Linked DNA regions of Danio rerio: region 2 is linked to region 1. A link is a contact called in public Hi-C data. All regions are on one chromosome and are shown on one strand. The core of a region is the stretch at or near the end of the contact, and the rest is flanking DNA. Distances in the headings are between cores, read along the strand shown.

What was found. A called contact is a pair of places that touch in the nucleus more often than the background predicts.
Region 2: a contact with region 1 is called in a Hi-C map of embryo, with 2.3 times the contacts expected there. The contact joins the promoter of blvrb here to the promoter of dvl3b in region 1. A contact is called at or near these places in 1 of 18 Hi-C or Micro-C datasets (embryo) and 1 of 4 datasets of contacts at active chromatin or transcription factors (embryo).

Annotation. Positions count from the first base shown.
Region 1 is chr18:48,886,916-48,890,853 of GRCz12tu, reverse strand. It overlaps dvl3b (dishevelled segment polarity protein 3b), which reads right to left and starts at 2,283. Exons shown (of 15, transcript XM_068214968.2): 1 at 1,811-2,283. The coding sequence starts at 1,971. rnpepl1 (arginyl aminopeptidase like 1) reads right to left here. Exons shown (of 11, transcript NM_001348188.1): 11 at 3,573-3,938.
Region 2 is chr18:49,151,392-49,155,329 of GRCz12tu, reverse strand. blvrb (biliverdin reductase B) reads right to left here and starts at 2,270. Exons shown (of 5, transcript NM_001002686.2): 1 at 2,049-2,270. The coding sequence starts at 2,133.

The sequences.
Region 1 (3,938 bases), core at 1,034-3,533:
ATGTTATTTGCTCAAGCTGCCTCACAGAAGTGCTCTGTTTGTTAACAGAGTTGTTGAATGTTAAAATAAGGTGAATTAAATAAAAAAGGAACATCCTGGATCTGTTTCTTTGCTCTATTCTTTTTATTATGTATTATAGAAGTATCGGATCAGGTTTCGGTATCGCTAGATACGCAAATTCAAATGACTCGGACTACATTGAATATATATGCATGAAAATGTGTTTGAAATATTTTTTGTTGAAATATTCGCAGCTGGGCGAAGCAGTGGCGCAGTAGGTAGAGCTGTCACCTCACAGAAAGAAGGTCGCTGGTTCGAGTCTCGGCTGAGTTGGCGTTTCTGTGTGGAGTTTGCATGTTCTCCCTGCGTTCCCATGGGTTTCCTCTGGGTGCTCCGGTTTCCCACACATTCCTAAGACATGCAGTACAGGTGAATTGGGTAGACTAAATTGTCCGTATTGTATGAGTGTGTGTGGGTTGCAGCTGGAAGGGCATCCGCTGTGTAAAAACTTGCTGGATAAGTTGGTGGTTCATTCCGCTGTGGTGACCCCCGATAAATAAAGGGATTAAGCTGACAAGAAAATGAATGAGAATAAACTTGCAGGATTCAATGCTAAGGATTTTTTCTACTGGCCCAATCGGACCAGTGGTTCAGATTTTTACTTGCCATGCCATTTTTGGCTCCACCAAAAAAAAAAAAAAAGTGTCAAAATGTTTGTAAATCCAGAATTTAAATATTTAAAAATTTTTAATAAATTTCTATTGAGCAAAATTGAAAGTGTTTTGAAACAAAAGATGGCTAAGGACCTGCCAAACTGATGGCAAATTTTACTTATTTTTACTCACTTGTTTTTTTAGTCGTTATGTACCCTCGTATTTGTCTGCTTTCAAGACCTTAGGCACAAATGTTTTCCTTTAGCATCATCATTTGATGTTACCGCCATGTTGCTGTCTCTTCCTGTACTAATAACATGCTCACAACATCCAATCAGATAAGAAGAACCAAGAAGGTATTATTTGAAGGCTTGAAAACACAAACTGTTTCTCAATTCAAAGACTGTATTTGTATTGACAAATAGTCACAGGCAAATTAAACTTTAGTGACAAGGCAGCAGTGGCCCGATCGGGCAAGTAACAATCCTGTCTACTGTCCCGAGCATCTCACACGCTGGCCCCGGGCCATCGAGCAGTCCTTATTGTTGAGCATTGACTTGTAACTTTAACTTAATTGGATTGTATTGCAATAATGTGCACCTTAAGTTACTTTGAAACAGTGACTATTGTAAAAAACACTTAAATTGAATTGAATACACTTATATAGAAAGTAAAAATCATCTTCCACAAAGCAATATCGCAAATATCATACGGGAAAATATAAAATCGTGACTATTTTTAATTATAAACATGTAATGCCAGCCCTTTAATCTGGAAAATGTATTATTTTTACCCTCAGATTCCAAATAGTTGTATCTCAGCCACACATTGTCCTATCATAATAAGTCAATGGACATCTTTATTTATTAAATTTTCATAAGACTCATAAATCTCAATGTCCGATAAACTGACTGACAGTTATGACTGGCTTTGTGATCAAGGGTCACGTTTGTCAGGCTAGCTTTTACAATGACCTGGTAACAATACACACATTAAAGCTGATGTTGTGTGAGAGAAACCGACGGGTTTCCATGTAAAACGCTATAAAACCAAAACAGAGCCGTTAAAAGTGTTCAGACTGAGGGACGACACTCAACTGACAGGAACAACGGACGATACAGATACAAAGGGGTTTATTGTCTTTTAACGTGCCTTACCCGAAATCATCGTCCATGGATTTGAAGAAGAATTTGTAGTTGGGTTTATTAAGGACATTTTTGAAGTCGGCTAGAGTGACGTTTTCAGCGGGAATGGGCAGTTTGATGAGGTAGGGAGTCTCCTGCTCGTCGAGGTGATAGATGATCTTGGTCTCCGCCATGGCGGGCCGCTGCTGAGGGACAGGCCGCGCGCATCAGCTCAACAGCGGCGTGCGCTTCCCACTTCCACCGCTGAACGCCGGAGAACGCCACTCAAGCTCTGCGCTCTCCCTTCAGACAGCGACAATAACACCCCAAAACACAGTATCCTTGCTGTCGTAAGTACGTGTCTGATAGTAAACAAGTATTACAGATAATCCTCTGCGTTTTTCTTCCAAAAAAATGAAGCGTAATAATCGCACAGGTCGGTGTTGTCTGCCCTCCCTGTGAATACTGTTGCTTTCTCCTCTCTTCTGTGTCCTTTGGAAACAACTGCCGGCCGATGTGAGATCGCCCCTCCTATCGATTCACCACTGCGCTCCCTCTACAGGACGAGTTATTATTATGGCATATTATACTGCTCTTTGGATGGGATTCATTTCGTTGTTTGACGTCTAGAGGGGAGAAATGCGCTTCTCAGTTACGCAAGGAGACCTTAAATGAAGCCATGCTTGCATATTAATCACGACTCAGATAAACTTGGCTCGTTTTGGCCTAATGTCATGTCTGAATTGATTGGTAAATTAGTTTTAATGTCTTTGAATGTTTACAGATGTGAGCTTGTGATCTGACAGGTCTGCACCTGGGTGTCGTTTCTGGAATTTACCTGAGGAGGTCTGTCAAAGGCTGTTGATTTATGATTGGTGCGCAGATGACGCCCTCTAGAGGATGAAACTGTTACTGTACAGCGGCTCAACTCTGGTGACCTCTGGAGGTGCACGAGCTAATTTTTATCCAAATTACTTTTTAACCAGTTTGACATGCATGCGCTCAGTGGGCTGAATCTCGTGGTCTCGGTTATATTTCACCTCTAAAATAATAAAAACAGGAAATAATATGTAATTACGATATTATATTATTATATATCAATGTGTGTATTGTAAGTGATTATATACACTCACCGGCCACTTTATTAGGTACACCTCACCAGTACCGGGAACTGCCTTTAACCTGGGTCGCTGGTTCGAGCCTCGGCGTTTCTGTGTGGAGTTTGCATGTTCTCCCTGCATTTGCGTGGGTTTCCTCCGGTTGCTCCGGTTTCCTCCACATTCCAAACTAAAGACATGCGGTACAGGTGATATGAGTAAGCTAGATTGTCCGTAGTGTACGAGTGTGTGTGAATGTTTTCCAGAGATGGGTTGCGGCTGGATGGGCATCCGCTGCGTAAAAACGTGCTGGATAAGTTGGCGGTTCATTCCGCTGTGGCGACCCCGGATTAATAAAGGGACTAAGCCGACAAGAAAATGAATGAATGAATATATACTCAGATAAACTTGGCTCGTTTTGGCTTAATGTCATATCTGAATTGATTGGTAAATGAATTTTAAATGTTTTTAAATGTTTACAGATGTGAGTTTGTGATCTGGCAGGTGTATATATATATATATATATATATATAAATCAAGGATCTTGGTCTCCGCCACATGCTGGCTGCTGCTGATATATATATACACACACACACACACTCACATCTGTCTATCTATCTATCTATCTATCTATCTATCTATCTATCTATATATATATATATATATATATTTTTTTTTTTTTTTTTCAGGCAATTCCTGGAAATCCCAAATGCTTCTGTCGCCAAATAGCACCGCCCATTCACAATTGGCGTGAACTTATATTTTATTAAACAACAGAAGCTTGCACTTCAAAATCAAATTGTGGTTGTAAAGATAACGAAGACTGAAGTATGAGCATATGAACAAACAATGACAAAGACTAACAGATGAGACTTCACAGCCCATTTCGTCTCTGAGAGAAAAGGCAAGAAACCCTTTTTATTAAATAACTGAAGTGAATGTAAGCATTTTCTGATACTCCAAGTCCGACTTGCAAAGTACAGTTTGCTTAAAAGTATTCATTGCATAGCCCACAATAATCACAAAACATTTTGTTCATATTACATGGTAATTTCACTGTTAAC
Region 2 (3,938 bases), core at 1,021-3,520, 260 kb before region 1:
CATTGTTTTTTTATCATATTTTGTACGGTGAGAGTCAAACAAATGAAATTACATAACGTAATTAAACATTATTTAATATAAAATTAAACATAATATTATTATAATAATGTAATGTTATGTAATAATAAAATAAAATGCACAAATTTGTCCACCAACCCCACTCATAAAGCAGTCCAGAAGTCAAATTGATTAAATTCAACGTTATAATTTCATTTTAAGAAAATTAATCATTTAAAATGTAGAGACTGCATTAAGATTAAACTTAGAAAATAAGTTTGAGTGATATAAAACAACAGCTAAATAAATGTATATGAAATAAAAGTAGAAAGGGTGCATTTTAGGACTGTTGGGCCTTGCTAAGGGCAAACTAAACCTGCCCCTGCACTTCACTATAGCGTGGTTCAAAACACGCTAGTATATACTGCAAGTTACTTTAGTATTATTAAGCTGCTGATTAAGACTGATTGATTTTGAAATTGAGGTAAGGTTGATTCACATTCGGTCTTTCTCCTTAATAATATAGCCTAATTAAAAGTATTCTTTGCAAACTCTAAATAGGAAAATCATGTTAGCACCTTATAACTATCAAAGTACAAGATCATTAAAAGTCAAATAAATAGTGCAAACGTTCTTTTAAAGTCATATTTATATGCGATTTCAGACTGAATATTAAAAGTAGATTGATAAACAATATAGGGACCGTGTCACATGTTGTCAATAAACAAATGTGCAAATAAAACTTCAATAAACTTGAAAGATTTGATTCTCGTCACATTGCATTAACAGTTTAAGAAAAAAAAAAAAAACTCAGTCCATAAAGATATTGTGTAAGAGTTTACCTCAGACAAGAATATTTTTGTGAAATTATGTTATTAAGAAAAAGTCTGAATGTGTGAATATAAAACTTTATCTCAATATACTACAGTAGTACTGTATGCAACATTCATTACCAAAGGCTTGTAGATACTATACAGCAGTGGTTCCTTAAAGATTTTCTCCAAGTTCCACCATAATAAGCAGTATTGAAATACTGTAGCATAGTGGGCCCAGTGTAACAGCTACAGTTCTGTACAGTTTAAAAATGAGGCAATTAATATTTATTATCGAGAGTATTATTGTCAGCCACTTTAAACATTACAAATTGTTTGAACATTAACCCTGTACTGTGCTTATACGTAAAAAAAAAATGTCAACATTAAAATTAAAATGTGCTTTTAAAAGTTAATAATGACAGGTTACTGTTCTTAAAGTTTAAAAAAAACTCCTGTACTTAAATGTAAAGTATCAACACCTGGAAATATAGGCTACATTTCATCATACATAATCATTTTTAAATATATGTATGTACATACAGTATGACATTTTTGATTCCTCCGTACCACTAGTGGTACACGTACCACAGTTTGAGAACCATGAAACACTTCACTATAGTTCAAAACACGCCAGTTTATACTGTAAGATTCTTTAGTATTATTGAGAAATTGATTAAGACTATGTTAAATCTGGATTAATTATTTTTTTTAATTGAGGTAATTTACACATTAAACTTGATTCACATTCGGTTTTTCTCCTTAATAATATAACCTTATTTCAGAAAAGTATTTGCTCATTCTAAACAGGCAAATCATATTAGCATCGTCTATTATATATATATATATATATATATATATATATATATATATATATATATATATACTGTAAGTTACTTTAGTATTATTAGACTAAGCTACAAGCAGTCAAAAATCATATTGAAGCCAATGACTTTCAAAGTAACGTTACAACATTGTTTACAGTCAACTAAATAGTGCCAATGTTATCTGTAAGTCATATTTACATGCGATTTCATTCCGAATATTTAAGTAACGTTAGTTTGATAAACAATATAGGAATATGTGTGTTGTCAATGAACGAATGTGCAAATACAAAACCGATTTCAATGAATTTAAAACATTCAATTCTCGTCTATCAAAGCGAAACAGTGCATGAAGTTGCAGTAAGAACACGTTAAAAAACATCTCATTCCCCTAAGACATTGTGTAAGAGTTTACCTGAGGCCACTGCGATAGGTAAGGTCGCTAACCCCGTCATTCCCGTGCAGCCAAATATCGCCACATTTCTTACAGCATCGGACATATCGACCACTAGAAAAGCTCTCGGTCAGTTCTACGTTGAAACGGAGATTTGCAACAAGACCCAACGCTTAGGCTCAAGTTATGTATCCAGCTGATCTTGTTCGTTATGTCAGTGCTGTCATTTAAGAAACGCCTCTTTCAGGAAAACTAAAGTGGGCGTTTTTGTCGCATGCTAATTTATTTTCTCTGTTTGCTGTTGTTTCTACAACTACATGATTGACTTCTCAACTGTCCAATCACTGATTGCGGATAACCAGCTCTGACCAATCATAGCCCAGAACGAACAGATCAAGGGCGGAGCTTGTCTGTGCAGAACGTAACACGCCTATAACTGCAGAGCTCCTCCTAAAATTATTTTAAAGGTAAAACGACTCATAAATTGCTTGCTAGAATGGATAAAATGTACAAATGCATAATGTGCCAATGTACTGGAAACTTTGTGCTTTAAATATACTGTTTACTCCAATAAAAACGTAGGTGAAAAACAAAATAAAGTGCATTGCATGTAACAGTAAGTTTTAAAACTGGTGTAGTTAAGGCTAAATCCAGGTCTTACTGCAGTGAGTGACACCCAGGAGCAATAACAAATAACTATAATACAATAATAATTGCTGCTCCATTCCCCCCCCCCACTCCCCCCACCCCCCCAAACGTATTAAAGCAGGATTGATTCTGATTGTTTGGCAGTGTTTGTACTAATGTTCATCAGCTGGAGAAACGAATTATCATGTTATCATTATAGTTGTAGTATGGACTGATCTCCTTTACATTTTTAAAATTATTTTATTGTTATAACTATCATTCAATCATATCCTATATACATATATGCATTGAATAAGCTAAATTGGCCATAGTGTGAGTGTGTGTGTGTGTGTGTGTGTGTGTGTGTGAATGAGTGTGTATGGATGTTTCCCAGGACTGGGTTGTGGCTGGAAGGGCATCCGCTGTGTAAAACATGCTGGATTAGTTGGCATTTCATTCCACTGTGGAGACCCCTGATGAATAAAGGGACTAATCCGAAGGAAAATGAATGAATGAATGACTATAGATATAGTATAATACACTTTACAACAGTATATGGCTCAAAAACTCTGTTGTTTACTACAGACAAATTACCAGTTTAAAAACATTCAGGATACGCACGCAGCGAGGTTGCAGAAAAAAACCCGGGAGCACTAGCATTTACAGCAAAGGAATGACATCCGCTGTGGTACAGAGTTTGTTGTTGCATTAGAATTAAGTTATATTGATTACATATTATATATATTATTGACATAATGCTTTCAGTGTGTTATAACAGCTTGTCACTCAGTGATATAAGCACAGTGATTTGGCAAAATTAACATTAAAGTGAGCGGCGTTCGTCTGACAGGTCCAATTGCGTTAGCACCCTCCCAATGGATACTGGATATGAAATGGCCAAGCATCCAGCCCCAAATATACAACTATCTCATTGAAACTCATTGAAACTACAGGTGTTTTGACAAGAGAGAAGTTAAAAGCCTACAAGTTTTTGGATGCCTATATTATTGTTCTGTGTGGTGATGTGCAAGAAATAATGTTCCATGATTACCAGATTCAAAACTATGTAGTGCTAAAAACCGAGGTTCTGCCTAACCAAAGACAAGGAAAGAAGACGGAGCTGTACAAGGCCTGGGTAATCATCAACAAGCAAAACTACTCCATTCTGACAGCGAACTGGTGGTATGGCGGCGTATGTGAACTTACATTTTTACATTTCGTTCAGAGCATTCAGTGTGCGCAGTTTAATTAACCAAATGTAACTGTTTTTGCTGAAATCATTGC